Linked DNA regions of Mus musculus: regions 1 and 3 are each linked to region 2. The links are chromatin contacts, called in public HiChIP or PLAC-seq and promoter capture Hi-C maps. All regions are on one chromosome and are shown on one strand. The core of a region is the stretch at or near the end of the contact, and the rest is flanking DNA. Distances in the headings are between cores, read along the strand shown.

The links. HiChIP or PLAC-seq counts read pairs in DNA pulled down with a chosen protein or histone mark. Capture Hi-C pulls out chosen DNA fragments and counts their contacts.
Region 1: an H3K27ac HiChIP or PLAC-seq map of microglia shows a contact between it and region 2, with 6 times the contacts expected there. The contact joins the promoter of Cox6b1 here to the promoter of Hpn in region 2. A contact is called at or near these places in 1 of 39 promoter capture datasets (cranial neural crest), 1 of 115 datasets of contacts at active chromatin or transcription factors (microglia) and 2 of 9 other capture datasets (adipose tissue and liver).
Region 3: a contact with region 2 is called in a promoter capture Hi-C map of liver. The contact joins the promoter of Rbm42 here to the promoter of Hpn in region 2. A contact is called at or near these places in 2 of 39 promoter capture datasets (the 3T3-L1 cell line and neural stem cells) and 2 of 9 other capture datasets (adipose tissue and liver).

What each region holds. Positions count from the first base shown.
Region 1 is chr7:30,623,293-30,627,977 of GRCm38.p6, forward strand. Cox6b1 (cytochrome c oxidase, subunit 6B1) reads right to left here and starts at 2,822. Exons shown (of 4, transcript NM_025628.3): 1 at 2,759-2,822; 2 at 1,208-1,321; 3 at 123-223. The coding sequence starts at 1,313.
Region 2 is chr7:31,114,002-31,118,400 of GRCm38.p6, forward strand. It overlaps Hpn (hepsin), which reads right to left and starts at 1,325. Exons shown (of 14, transcript NM_001110252.2): 1 at 1,135-1,325; 2 at 677-743. The coding sequence starts at 689. Scn1b (sodium channel, voltage-gated, type I, beta) reads right to left here. Exons shown (of 6, transcript NM_011322.3): 4 at 3,705-3,846; 5 at 3,223-3,294; 6 at 2,523-3,135. The coding sequence ends at 3,228.
Region 3 is chr7:30,648,255-30,652,429 of GRCm38.p6, forward strand. Rbm42 (RNA binding motif protein 42) reads right to left here and starts at 1,974. Exons shown (of 10, transcript NM_133693.2): 1 at 1,684-1,974; 2 at 1,330-1,465. The coding sequence starts at 1,823.

The DNA.
Region 1 (4,685 bases), core at 1,572-4,071, 490 kb before region 2:
GGGATCAGTGACATTCCATGGCTGGTCCTCGCTTGACCCTTGGAGGTGAACTCTCACTAGCCATACTCGTCTCTGCTACCTCCCTACCTGACCACCCAAGGGTCCCGTCGGGAGGCACATACCCATGACACGGGACAGAGGGACTTGTACACACGCCGGTACCACTCACACACGGAGACATCACCCCCCTTGGCCGTCATTGCCTTCTCACAGCGGTGGAAGTCTGTGAAGAAAAGAGGTTCCAAATCAACCCCGACTAAGCACATTTCAGAGGAAAATCCACAAATGCTTTTTGCTTTAAGATTGCTTATACATACAGAGGGAATGCAAACTTACAAGTACACCATAAAGAGCTATATACGCCTGACCTGGGCAGTTATATAGAACATTCTGGAGCTAGGAATGACAGCAAAGTATGAGGGGCATATATCAGAATTATGGAAGTCCAGACAGGGCTAGGGAAGGGGAAGGTAGTGTTGATCATATCTGAGGAAGACAGGACAGGTACCAGCGGGGTTTTTAATTCTTGTTAATGGTTAGTTTTTTGTTTTTTGTTTTTCTTTGTTGAGGGAAGGTCTCATGGGCTCAAGTAAGGCAGGGGCCCCAAATGTCTCTAGCAAAGAGAGAGGAAAGGGACAGTGTTTAAGACCGGGCCCAAAGCAAGCTGAGAGCAGAGTACTGGCAATATTCATTTTTATCCATGGATTGTGACTATGTCTGAATCAACTTTTTTTTTAAAGATTTATTTATTAATATATCAAGTACACTGTAGCTGTCCTCAGATGCACCAGAAGAGGGCGTCAGATATCATTACGGGTGGCTGTTAAGCCACCATGTGGTTGCTGGGATTTGAACTCAGGACCTTCGGAAGAGCAGTCAGTGCTCTTACCTGCTGAGCCATCTCACCAGCCCCTGAATCAACTGTTTACATACTGTATTTACTTGTATGTTGTGTGTGTATGTGGCACACACATAAGATGTATATGTAATTCATATATACATGTATAATTATATTCTTCAAAAAATTTATTGTTGAGACCAAAGTTTATGACCTGGAGAGCTAGTTTGAGGGGTCGGGCCCTCCAGAGGGTACGTCCAGAGTGAAGGAAACCAGGCTGGAACGCACATGTCCCTGCTCCCCAACTTCCTTTCTGAGGTTGGAGGTACATGGGAGACCCAGGCAGGCCCACTATGGTACTCTGCTTACCCAGGTAGTTCTGCCAACAGTTCTTAGTCTGGTTCTGGTTGGGGAAGCGGCTGTCAAAGGGGGCAGTTTTGTAGTTCTTGATTTTAGTCTTGATGTCTTCAGCCATCCTGACTCCTGGATGCAAACAGAGTGGGAATGTTGGCAACCATTCTGGAGGTGCTGGGTGTGGGGATGTCAGGCCAGAGCAGAATAACAGGCTGAATGTGAATAAACCATTATCTCCCCCTTCTTCACAAACACAGAAAGATGAAGGGCAGGGAAAACCCATATATCTGAGTACAGAAGCCACAGTAGGGTTGGACAGAGGTCTCCTTGGCAAAACCAATCTTCATCCTTAAATTCCAGTTAACGCTCACTGTGTGCACAGCACATACTATGTGTACTCTATACATACCTACCCCATGGCCACTCTAAAAGATATTGCTACCTCTGTTGTCTACACAAGGGACAGGGTGTCTAAATGACTTTCCAAGGTCACACAGCACCCAGTGATAATGCTTCATCCATCACCAGCAAAAACACTGCAAGGATTTTCTGGTGTCACCGGCTAGTTTTCTGGCGTCACACACTCATCTGAGGTCCAATGAACTCAAACTTTGCTCAGAATATGCCTAAATGCATTGTGGGATTGCCTAAGATGTGTCCCCCCCCACCCCGCTCCAAAAAAAAAAAAAAAAAAAAGCTCAAAGGACTTAACAAGTAAAGTACAACTGGAGGTAACCATGACTGAAGATTTGTGACTCTTGTAACTGGCATGTGTCAGGTATCTGTGATTTTGCCTGCTGACAATGGCCCAGGCTACCAAATCTATTGACGTTGCTGCCTCCATTCCTAATGGAAGTAAATACTGGAATTCGATTAGAACCCCACGCAAACCGCCCCCCCCCCAATCATTCAAATACTTTAGCTCCTTGAGTTTTATCGACTTCTCTCAGCTTTGATATGTCTGAAGAGATGACATAGTCAATATCAACAGACCTGAGAGAAACTGTCTCTAGAGCATCTGGGGGACCTTGACACCACAGAGGTGCCAGTGTCAACTGAAGTAGTCCAAACAAGTGGGGTATTTGGGCAGGTTCATTGAAGGAGGCAAGGTGGGCACGGGGGATTTAAAAGACTCAGTGTCGGAAGTAATTTTGGACAATATCTCGAGTTTTGAGAGTTGATCAAAGATGACGCTGAGGGGAAAGACACGAGTCAAGGCGACAGGCTTCGGCCTTGGAACGCGGGTGGCCACGCCTGTGAACTCGCAACTAAAAGCTCCACAGTCCAATTTACTGGGTCTAAATCCGAATTGCCTTATAGCCACGGGTAAGGCGCTTCACACTCCAGCCCCAACGCTATCAAAGGGGACTTGTAGGGCTGAAGGATGGAGTAATAGGGACTGCTTAGAAAGCGACCTAGCCATCATGAAGAAAGGCGGCTATAATGGTTAGCTCCAGGACACCGGACCCGTGGCCGCCGGAAGTTTCTGCTTGGCGTCAGGGAAGCCCCGGGGCGCTTCTCTGCAACGGACAAGGTTCCCCCAGGATCCCGACCCTTCACACTCACCTAAAGATTGTCCCGGAGTAGCGTTACTTCAATGTGACCCTTAGCAAAGACGCCAATGTCAGACGGGAAGCGGAATTCCGACTGGCCGGAAGCTGCGAGAGGAGGAGCCGAGCTGAGTCCTCCGGGCTGCTAGATTGGCCTCGGGAGGCGTGCCCAGAAACCGCTTTGGCCACGCCCACTTCCGAAGAAGCCCGACCTCCTATTGAGCTAAATTTCTGCTTATTATTGTTGCTGGGCCAATCGAGATTTTACTTTGCTCTTAAAAGGCACCTGACGTTCAATTATGGGTTATTATCACCTGCCTGTCCTTCCCAGAGGGAAAAGCATAAGACTGTCTTCAGAGTGGGAATGGAAAAGTGTCACAGATAATCTGTGTTTTGAAATAGGACTTCGCTGTATATCTCAGACTGGCCTCGAAATTTTGATCACAGATTACTAGGTGTTAGGATAACAAGCGTTTACCCCTGTGCCTTGATTCGAAAGTTATTTATATTTATTTATTTGGGTTTTCGGGATAGACAATCTTAGTTTGTGTTTTATTGCAGTGAAGAGACATCATGTCTACGGCAACTCTTTGTTTGTTTGTTTGTTTGTTTGTTTGTTTGTTTTTCGAGACAGGGTTTCTCTGTATAGCCCTGGCTGTCCTGGAACTCACTTTGTAGACCAGGCTGTCCTGGAACTCACTTTGTAGACTCAGAAATCCGCCTGCCTCTGCCTAACTAGTGCTGGAATTAAAGGCATGGGCCACCACGCCCGGTTTATGGCAACTCTTATAAAGGAAAACAATTAAGGGCTGGCTTACAGTTTCAAGTTTCGTCCATTATCATCATAATTGGAAGCAATGTGGTGAATTGCTCTGATCCTTGAGGGTTGCTGTTTCTGCTGCTTTTCTGCATAAACTGGAATCCAGAAGAAGTAGGCTCCAAAGGAAGTACTGGCAAAGCAAGTACCTGTCCCTTCTTCCATTGTCCTTATATAGGCCTCCAGCAGAAGATATGGCCCAGAATAAAAGTGTGCTTCAAGACCTGTAGGAGTCATTCCTCCTAGAGGTCTGGATCAAAAGCCTGTGTCTTCCAGCCTTAAGGTCCAGATTACAGGCATGTTGTCTTCCTGCCTCAAGTCCGGATTACAGGTGTTCCCTATGTTTCTGGATTATAGTTCATTCTATATATAGTCAAGTTGATAATTGAGAGTAGCCATCCACATAGGGGTTCTCTGTGTAGCCCTGGAAACTCATCTATCTATCTATGGGTGTCCTAGAACTCACTCTGTAGGCCAGGCTGGCCTCGAATTTTTATCTGCCTGCCTCTGCCTCCCCGAGTGCTGGGATTAAAGTGCTGACATGGGTTTAAGTTAATAGAAAGTTTTTATTAGGTCTCCAGTGATTACACTAGGTGTTTGGGATCTTGGTGTAGCACCAAGCCCTTTTTAGAGTGAATTTTTACACACAAAACCTGTATTCTGGATTGACATAATTCAGTTCATAAGATAGCTAGCTGGACAGTGGTGGTGCACGCCTTTAATGCCAGCATTTGGGAAGTAGAGGCAGGAGAATCTCTGAGTTTGAGGGCAGCCTGGTTTACAGAATGAGTTCCAGGACAGCTAGGGCTACACAGAGAAACCCTGTTTTAAAAAAGGGGTGGGGGGCTGGCGAGATAGCTCAGTGGGTAAGAGCACTGACTGCTCTTCCTAAGGTCCTGAGTTCAAATCCCAACAACCACATGGTGGCTCACAACCACCCTTAATGAGATCTGACGCCCTCTTCTGGTATATCTGAAGTCAGCTACAGTGTACTTATGTATAATAATAAATAAATCTTTGGGCCGGAGCAAGCAGGGACTGAGTGAGCAGAATTGACAGAGTGAGCAAAAAAAAAAAAAAAAAAAATTCAGTTTCCAGCAACCACATGAAGGCTCATAACCATCTG
Region 2 (4,399 bases), core at 75-2,574:
CTGTCTCTCTCCTCTATCCGTCCAGGTCAAGTCCAAAGTCCCCCTTCTGCTCTTTTGCCCACAAAGCCAAGAGTCCCTGACATGAAGGACTATATGCCTGGATTTGGAGGGGTCTTGGGTCCTTGGTTCTTGGGCTTCCATAGTGACTGACCTGAATCAGAACACCTCTGGGTTACAACACGTATTTCATGCCCCAAGGCCCAAGCTGTTGCCTGTGTGTTCCATGATCCCAAACACCTCATGGAGGGAATATTAGTATCCATCCATACTTGACTGCAAGGAAAGGTGGACTGAAGCCCAGAGACGTGAAGTTACCTACCCAGGATCACACAGTAAAAGACAGCAGAAACAACCTGACTAGCTCTACACCCTTAACAGAGATGGCAACAGCAGCAGCCCCCACCTCAGCCCCCAGAAGATGACATGTTGTTGGTTAGCTGAGAAATCCCTGAGACCTAAGGGGAAACTGAGGCAAGGCACTAGTAAGGTCATATGGGGTAGCGGGGAGGTACAGCCACACAGAAGGGCCAGTTAATAGTTAATCAGATAGACGAGGATTTTGAGCGGGTGGTCTTGAGTCTGACAGGACACCAAGACCTGAGTACAGGCTGGGAGACGAAACAGAAGAGGGGTGCCAGGTAGGGCTGAAGCTGGGGTTCAGGGACGGGGGACTCACCCTCCTTCGCCATGTCAGGGACTCTTGTTAATGATTCCCAGGTTGACCTGTTGGGCTGGGGCGGAACCTAGGGACAGGAACAAGGAGGCATGGCCTGGGGGAGCCTGGCCTGGCTCTATCCTGGCGCCCCCAGTCCCAGGCTCCCATCCAGGGAGCAGCCGACCGTGGGCTGGGGCCAGAGCATGCAAAGACAGAGGTTGGGCCGGGGGTCAATAATGACAATGTGTGACCAGCCACCAGGGGGACACCTGGAGTGGCAGGTCAGAACACCGGGCGGGCGAGGTTGAACTTCCAGGGGACTTGAGGGTTTTGAGGGAGGAGAACTTGGGGGAGTCCTCAGATTTCTGAGTTAGCAGTGAAAGCAGGCTGGAGTAGTCTGGGGGTTTCTGGGATCTCTTACACGGGCTGCTGAACATCAGACTGGTGGGGGATGAGGGGCTTCGCATTCTGTGCCTTACCCTGGGGTTCGCCGGAGATGGTGCAGGTTTGGGGTTAGTCTCCGGGCCTGGGCAGGGGCATGGTGTCTGTCCCCACAGCAGCGGACAGCCCGGAAGGCAAGGGTGGCAGCAGCAGCCAGCAGCGTGGGGCCTGCCGAGCCTGCGGCCTCACCTGAGGAGGAGGGGGCTGGGTGGGAGGCGGGGACGGGGCGGGGAAGGGCGGACCCCAGGACAGGCTGCCACAGAGGCCACCTGGCTCATGGGGCGGGGCCCGCAGGGGTTGGACCAGGCAGGCTCAGTTACCAGCCAGGCCTCCCACGTCCACTGGGACTCAGGTGTGTCTGTGACAAACTTGGGGGCGCTCAGAGGCCCTAAGGCTAAGATTCCAAACTGGAGGAATGAGGTGGAAAGTTCTGACTGTCCCCGGTCCACCATGCTTGTAGCAATGTGGTCCTTCATTCGATTTTTCTTCCATGCCAGTCCCCTGCCCTCCACTGATCCAGTTCATACAGCTATGGGCCTCTAACCCTTCCTGTCCCTAGCGGGGCCCAGCCCTTCCCCCAGCCACTTTCCTACAAGTCACGGGGGTGGTTTGTTTTGGCAGCCGCTGTGCTGCCTGCCCAGTGACCTCTGGAGCCCGGAAAGTCCTGATAGGGGGATGGGGGCTCGGCCCTGAAAACGCAGCACTGGTTGCCCAGGCCCAGGCCGCAGCCAAGTAGCCGGAAGCAGCTAGACGCAAGTGCATCCGGTCCCACCAGAAGCCAAGGGCCACTAGTGTCAGACCCCAGACCTGAGCCAGATAAACAGCCCAGAAGGCCATCTACACCCGCGTGTGGCCCCGCTGGCATCTGAGTCACGACAGCTGTCCGCACACAGCAGGCTACCGGCTTGCCCTCTCTGCTGGTCCCTGTACCTCTTCCAGCCACGGACCTGAAGCCTCTCTCAGGCGGGGTCACACTGGTTCTGCCTGGCCAATGATCCTGGCTCTTCTCTTCCTCTTTGGTCTCCTGCTTACTTCCGTCTCTGCTCCTATCTCTTTCTCTCTGACTCCATCCATCCTTGCTCTGTCTTAGTGTATTGCCCTTCCACCCCCCCCCCCCCAAACTTTTACTCTCAGTTTTCAGAGTATAGCAAGACCTACAAAACCCTGACATACAGTTGTCTGTCCTGAGGATTCCAAAGCCACCTCTGTCCTGCGTCTTACTCCATGAAATAATGACTCTCAGAGTCCCAGCATTAACTAAGCTCGAAGCCACTTCAACAGCTCCGGGTGGCACCCTAAATGTGGCAGAGTAGTTGCTGCTTGCTGGGAATGAAGATTCCCAAGAAACATGTTTCATCACGAGGCCCAGTGGTCAGGGCTGAAGGATGTAGTGGGAGGCTGAGAGTGTTAATGAGAGAATAGAGACTCGAGTCCAAGAATCTTTATTTCATGAACAAAAACTACTTCTGTAAAGAGAGGAGGCCGAAGAGGCCCTTCCCAAGAGACCACAATTGAAGGCTGGTGAGAGAGGGCGGGTGGGCCAGGGCTAGGAGGTGTCACAGGAAGGGAACCCCAGGTCCAGCCGGAGGAAGCGGAGGGGAGATGAGGCCCAGAACCTCCTGCCCACTACTGTCCCTGTCCCGACCCCTCTTGACCCCATCAAGCAGGGGTGGGGCCGGCTGGCCTGGCAGTGCGTGTGGGAAGTGGCCTATGTGCAAATCAGCAAAAAGAAGGGGCGGGGCCTGCCCCCTCGCCTCACCGCCCCCTCCCCCAAACAGGCAGCAAAAGCAGGGTGGGGCGGCCATATTGCTTCACCCATCATGCATGGCGGTGGGAGGGTAGGTGGGAGGCGGTGGGTGAGGTGGGATCAGTCCCTGCCCGCTCCCACCCTCGTGGCTCCACTGCAGAACTGTGAGGCTGGGGAGACCGAAGGGCTGATCCCCACTGCCGGGGGAGGGTACCCACCAGGGGCTGATCCCCACTGCAGGGCGGGAGGGTACCCGTAGGGGCTGGCTCTTCCATGAGGCGGAGCCCAGAGCCTGCAGGGTAAGAAGTGGAGACTTAAGAGTGTGTCCCTGAGCCCTCCTGGCTGGCGATGCGCAGACCCGTCGGTCCATCAACCTTACCAGCGCTATTCAGCCACCTGGACGCCTGTACAGTTTTCTTTGCTCTCGGATGTAATGGCCAGGTATTCTGAGCTGTGCAAGGGAAGGAAAGGCAGACAGTGACCCTCCGGGCCCAACCCTGAATAGAATGGGATAGACTAGAGTCCCTGCCTTAGGCCCCCGGGCCCCCGAGATTAGAGAGGGCTGTGGACTGGGCTCCCCCCCCCCCGCCCCGAGTCTGAATGAGAGGCCTCTAACTACAGGGTACCTATGGGACATTCAGGAATCTGTGGAGGCCCAGGACCGACAAGCTGTAACTCTGCCAACCAGAAGGCTTGGGTTCGAGTTGCGGCTTTGCTGCCTGGCAGCAGTGCCACCCTCTTGTTCTCTGGGTTTCCGTTTTCCTCATCTGCGAGCAACTACACTATTTGCCTCTGACACAGATACTCTGAACGACAGATGGCACCTAAATGGCCCCAGCCCTCCCTACCAGCCCCACTCACGCGTTCTCTTGTGCAGCAGCCTCCGTAGCAGCAGCAATCTTCTTGTAGCAGTACACCATCTCTGCCACAAGCCATATGGTCAACACCACAATGAGCACGTACATCATGATCTCTGACACGATGGATGCCATATCTCTGTTGGCTACAGGGCAGGGCATGGTTAAGGAGGCGGCAGAGGCCCTAGCTCAGGGAGATACAACAGCCCTCACTGTGGAAGTATGCTTGCTTGTGTGAGCTCGGGCAAGTGGTTCAACCTCTCTGAGCTTGGGCCACAAACAACGTAACCATGTTGGTTTCTAGAGGTATTACAGTTTACTCTGATAGTGGCAAGGTGCTTGGATAGGTTTAGGGCCAGGGTGCTTCAGATGTGGTATCTGTGACATTCAGGAGGATGGGGACTGGGGGGCCGGGGGGGGGGAACTACAGTCTGTAATTTGACAAATCAATACCCTTGAGTTTAAATCTGACCTCTGCCAGCTGTGTGACTTTGAGAAAATGACTAAGGTTCTCTGGGCCTCCATTGCCTCCAACAGCAGAAATAGAAAAAGACCACCACCACAAACAACAAAAACAAACAAACAAACAAAAAAACAAGCAAAAATAACAACAAGAAGCAAAAGACCAATTTCTCATGACAGTGCTCAGCCTGTCAAAGACTCTCAGTGGGTGTCTTGCTTAGTACTGTGGTAGCTGGG
Region 3 (4,175 bases), core at 724-3,223, 470 kb before region 2:
ACCCCACACTATCTTAACTAATGTTCGACCTGTTCTCCCTGTTGTCTACCTCTACCTTACCTAGATTATTAGCCTCTTTCTCCATCTCCTTGAACTCACCCTTGCTCTCTCTAGTATATTATCAAGACAGCCAAAGCTACATGCTTAACCTATAAGTTGGACCATTACCACCCACCTTAGAATTCTCTAGTAGTTCCTCATTTCATCTTAAAGTGGCTCAGAAGACCCTGCTAGATCTAGCTTCCATCACTGTTTTAATCTTCTCCATTTTCCCTTTTGTTTGCTCCTCTCTAGCCACTGACCTCTCTGCTGTTGCATGAACAAGACAATGCTGTCTCAGTCTTTGCATGGACAACTTTTTGCCTGGGATAACATCACTCCAGACATCTGCATGGTTCAGTCATCTCATTTATATCTTTGCTTTACTAATACCAGATCAAAAAGGCCTTCCCTGACTGCTAATAAAACTCTTACCACTTTGTAAGGTCAAAGAAACAACGGGAACTTTTCTGTTTTGTTTTCTCCTATACACCCCTTGCTTAGAACAGTGCCTAGTGCTGAGAAGGCACAAGAGTGCCTTTGATCTTTTTTGTTCCCTCCACAATGCAAGGGATTGAACCCACGGCTTTGACATGCCAGGCATGAGATTATTACTAAGCTGCATCCCAGCCCACCTAATAACTGTGAACAGAATAAACACGTTTTCTCTGCTGGTGTTCCTCTAAATAGTTCCCCCCTGTTTCCTTCTTTCCTCGGCTTCTTTCTTACAGCTGACTATTAAGCACCTGGAATATTATCCATGAGTCTTGGGAATGACAACACAGATATACATTTTAATATTGTTTTGGTTTTTTTGTGGTGGTAGTGGGCTTAGAAAATAGGACTCTGCCAGGCTAAGTGCTCTACCACTGAACTACACCCCAAATCTGTGAATAAAAACTTTCAAGAGATTTTTTTTTTTGTTTGTTTTTCGAGACAGGGTTTCTCTGTATAGCCCTGGCTGTCCTGGAACTCACTCTGTAGACCAGACTGGCCTCGAACTCAGAAATCCACCTGCCTCTGCCTCCCGAGTGCTGGGATTAAAGGTGTGCGCCACCATGCCTGGCTCAAGAGATGTTTATATAGAATAATCTAACACTGCAGAAAGTTCTACCGGACAGGCACTGTAGAATATTAGTTTCCAATGGATTAAATATACTGTCTTGCATCCTGAGTCCCTGGCACTTAAGTGGTCATGCCAGCCAAAACATCAATCGCTGTCCATAGATAAGCCCTTATTGGGACCAAACCATTCTGTTCTCCCGACTCAAGCTGTAGCTCTCACCTTACCTGTTGGTATGTGTTGGTGGCGATAATTGGGCGGATCACAGGAGCTGGGGGGACCTGCATCGCTTCTACCGTGGGCACCGCAGGCACAGCAGTTGGGATTCCGGTCACCGGAGCTCCCAATACTTCTTGCTCAAACCTGGGGGAGCGGGACAGATACCATAGGTCAGGTCTCACCAAGCCTGAGGTGCTGGGTACTTCTCCACCGCGCCTTCATCCCAGCTAATGCCTCCCCGCATCCCTCGGGTCCCACGGCCCCTTATGGAACCACATCTCAACCTTCTGAAGACCTGGAGGCTACAGGGTTAATTGGGTTTGCCCGGGAACAGCTTTTATTTCTCCTACTCAGGGCCTTACAGGGCCATCTCCGCCTCCATTTCTTTCAAGCGTTCCTCGCCGCTCTTGCCCGGGATGCCGACACCAGGCCCCGGGACCACCGGCCCTCCCGCCACCGGGAGTCCCGGAGCCGGCCCTGCTCCGGCCATCGCTGATGCCATAGCCTTCACCGCTCCTTCCAGCAGCCGCAGCGGGTTCTACGGTCGAGTCCCTGTCGTCTCAGGGTGGGAGCCGGCCGATGACGTATGGACTACCGCGACGGATGCGCTGCGTGAGGACGTAGTTTAAGAACAGGGGCTGAGACTTGGCCACACCCCCAGAGCGAGCAAAAGCCAATTAGAGTGTCGGAAAGTCAGGGCCCCGGAAGGGCCTCTAATCTGACAGACGCGGCTGTACGGATAGGCCCCGCCCTCGTAGAGAAAGGTGGGCGAATGAGAGCGAAGCAACGTCACTTTGACCCACCCCGCTGTGGAAGCCGGAACTTTGAGGAGGCACGGAAGTTCGGAGGTCCTTCCAGAAGTTTGTAAACACTGCAAAGCCAGGGTAGGAGTCTTTTGCACTCGGTGGACAGATACACTGCCAGGGGTCAGTTCATTATTCTTTTTTTGAATAAAATTTAATTTTACTGACTACCTCCATGGTTTTCTTTTTTTCATTTTGGGGTTTGGTTTGGTTTTGAGCCCAGGTATGGAACTTCCTAGGTTGACATAGGCTTTCAAGTGCTGGGATTATGGATACAGAACAAAATATTGGCTTTTAAAAAAGATTTATTTATTATTATATCTAACTACACTGTAGCTGTCAGACACACCAGAAGAGGGTGTCAGATCCCATTACAGATGGTTGTAAGCCACCATGTTGTTGCTGGGAATTGAACTCAGGACCTCTGGAAGAGCAGTCAGTGCTCTTAACTGCTGAGCCATCTCTCCAGCCCCCCAAATATTGGCTTTTATACTAGAGATATCTAGAGAGAAGTGTGGAGGTACATGTCTTTAATCCCATAATTTAGGAGATAGCCATGCAGATCTCTGGATTTAAGGTCAATCTACAGAGCAAGTTCCAGGACAGCCAAGCTTAGGCAATGAGGGAGGTGGAAAACAGAAAGCTGGTAATAGAATGGGGTTGGGGGTGGGGTGATGTTCCAGCATGTGGCTCTGGCTTTAGAGTGAAAAAGAGAAGAGACTACTGGGACAATTGATGCTGGTTAGCTGGAGCTAAGAAATTAGCGGTGATTAAGAAGAGACCAGCTGAGCCGGGTGTGGTGGCGCACGCCTTTAATCCCAGCACTCGGGAGGCAGAGGCAGGTGGATTTCTGAGTTCGAGGCCAGCCTGGTCTACAGAGTGAGTTCCAGGACAGCCAGGGCTACACAGAGAAACCCTGTCTTGGAAAAAAACAAACAAACAAACAAACAAAAGAGACCAGCATCTGGGGCTGTAGAGATGGCTCAGCGGTTAAGAGTACCAGATGCTCTTCCAGAGGACCTGGGTTCAATTCTCAGCAACCACATGGTGACTCCCAACCATCTGTAATGGGATCTAATGCCCTCTTCTGGTGTGTCTGAAGACAGTTTTTTTTTTTTTTTTTCTTTTGGTTTTTTGAGACAGGGTTTCTCTGTGTAGCCCTGGCTGTCCTGGAACTCACTTTGTAGACCAGGCTGGCCTCTGCCTCCCAAGTTCTGGGATTAAAGGCGTGCGCCACCACCACCCGGATCTGAAGACAGCTATTATGCACTCATACACATAAAATAAATAAATCATATATATATATGTACATATATATATAAAAGACCAGCATCAGTGAGGTGAAATCTTCTGGGAAGTATTTTTCTGAGGGCACAAAGAAGCTGTGTTCCAGAGACAGCCAAGGTTGTACCTCTTGTTGCAGCAGGACTTGGCTCAGCACCATGAAGAGAGCCTATGAATGAAGCCTAGTTGCAGTCAAAGACCCCAGTGTATTGGAGATGCCATTACTGTGAGATGATTATCAAGAATGGCAGTGGCAGTGGAGTGGAGTCAACCAGAGCCTAGAGTGCTACAGAGGGGAGAGCTGGAGATGTGACTCAAGCCTTTTGGAGGAGCCCAGATCATGTGTGGATCCCAGACACTGGAACAAGAAGCTGTAACACTGAAGTTGCGTTGGAGATCCCAAGACATTCAAGATGCCAGAGCTGTGGGATATATGCTGAGGAAAGCTGCTAACAGGGAGTGGATCCAACCCATGAGAAAGAAGTTTGTGGCAGTCAACAAAGATGAAAAAGGAATTGGGGATCTGCAGACTGCTTTGACATTAGCCATGGAAATGCAGCGTTTGGAGTTTGCCCAGCTGGTTTCCTGTCTTGCTTTGGGGATTACACTTAAGTGACTGGATAAATCTCAGAAGGGACTTTGAACTTTTAACATTGTTGGGACTGCTATAGACTATGGGGGCTTTTGAAGTTGGACTAACTGTGTTTTGCATTATGCTATGTTTAGGTATGGCCCCCATAGACTCATATGTTTGAACAAGCCTATGA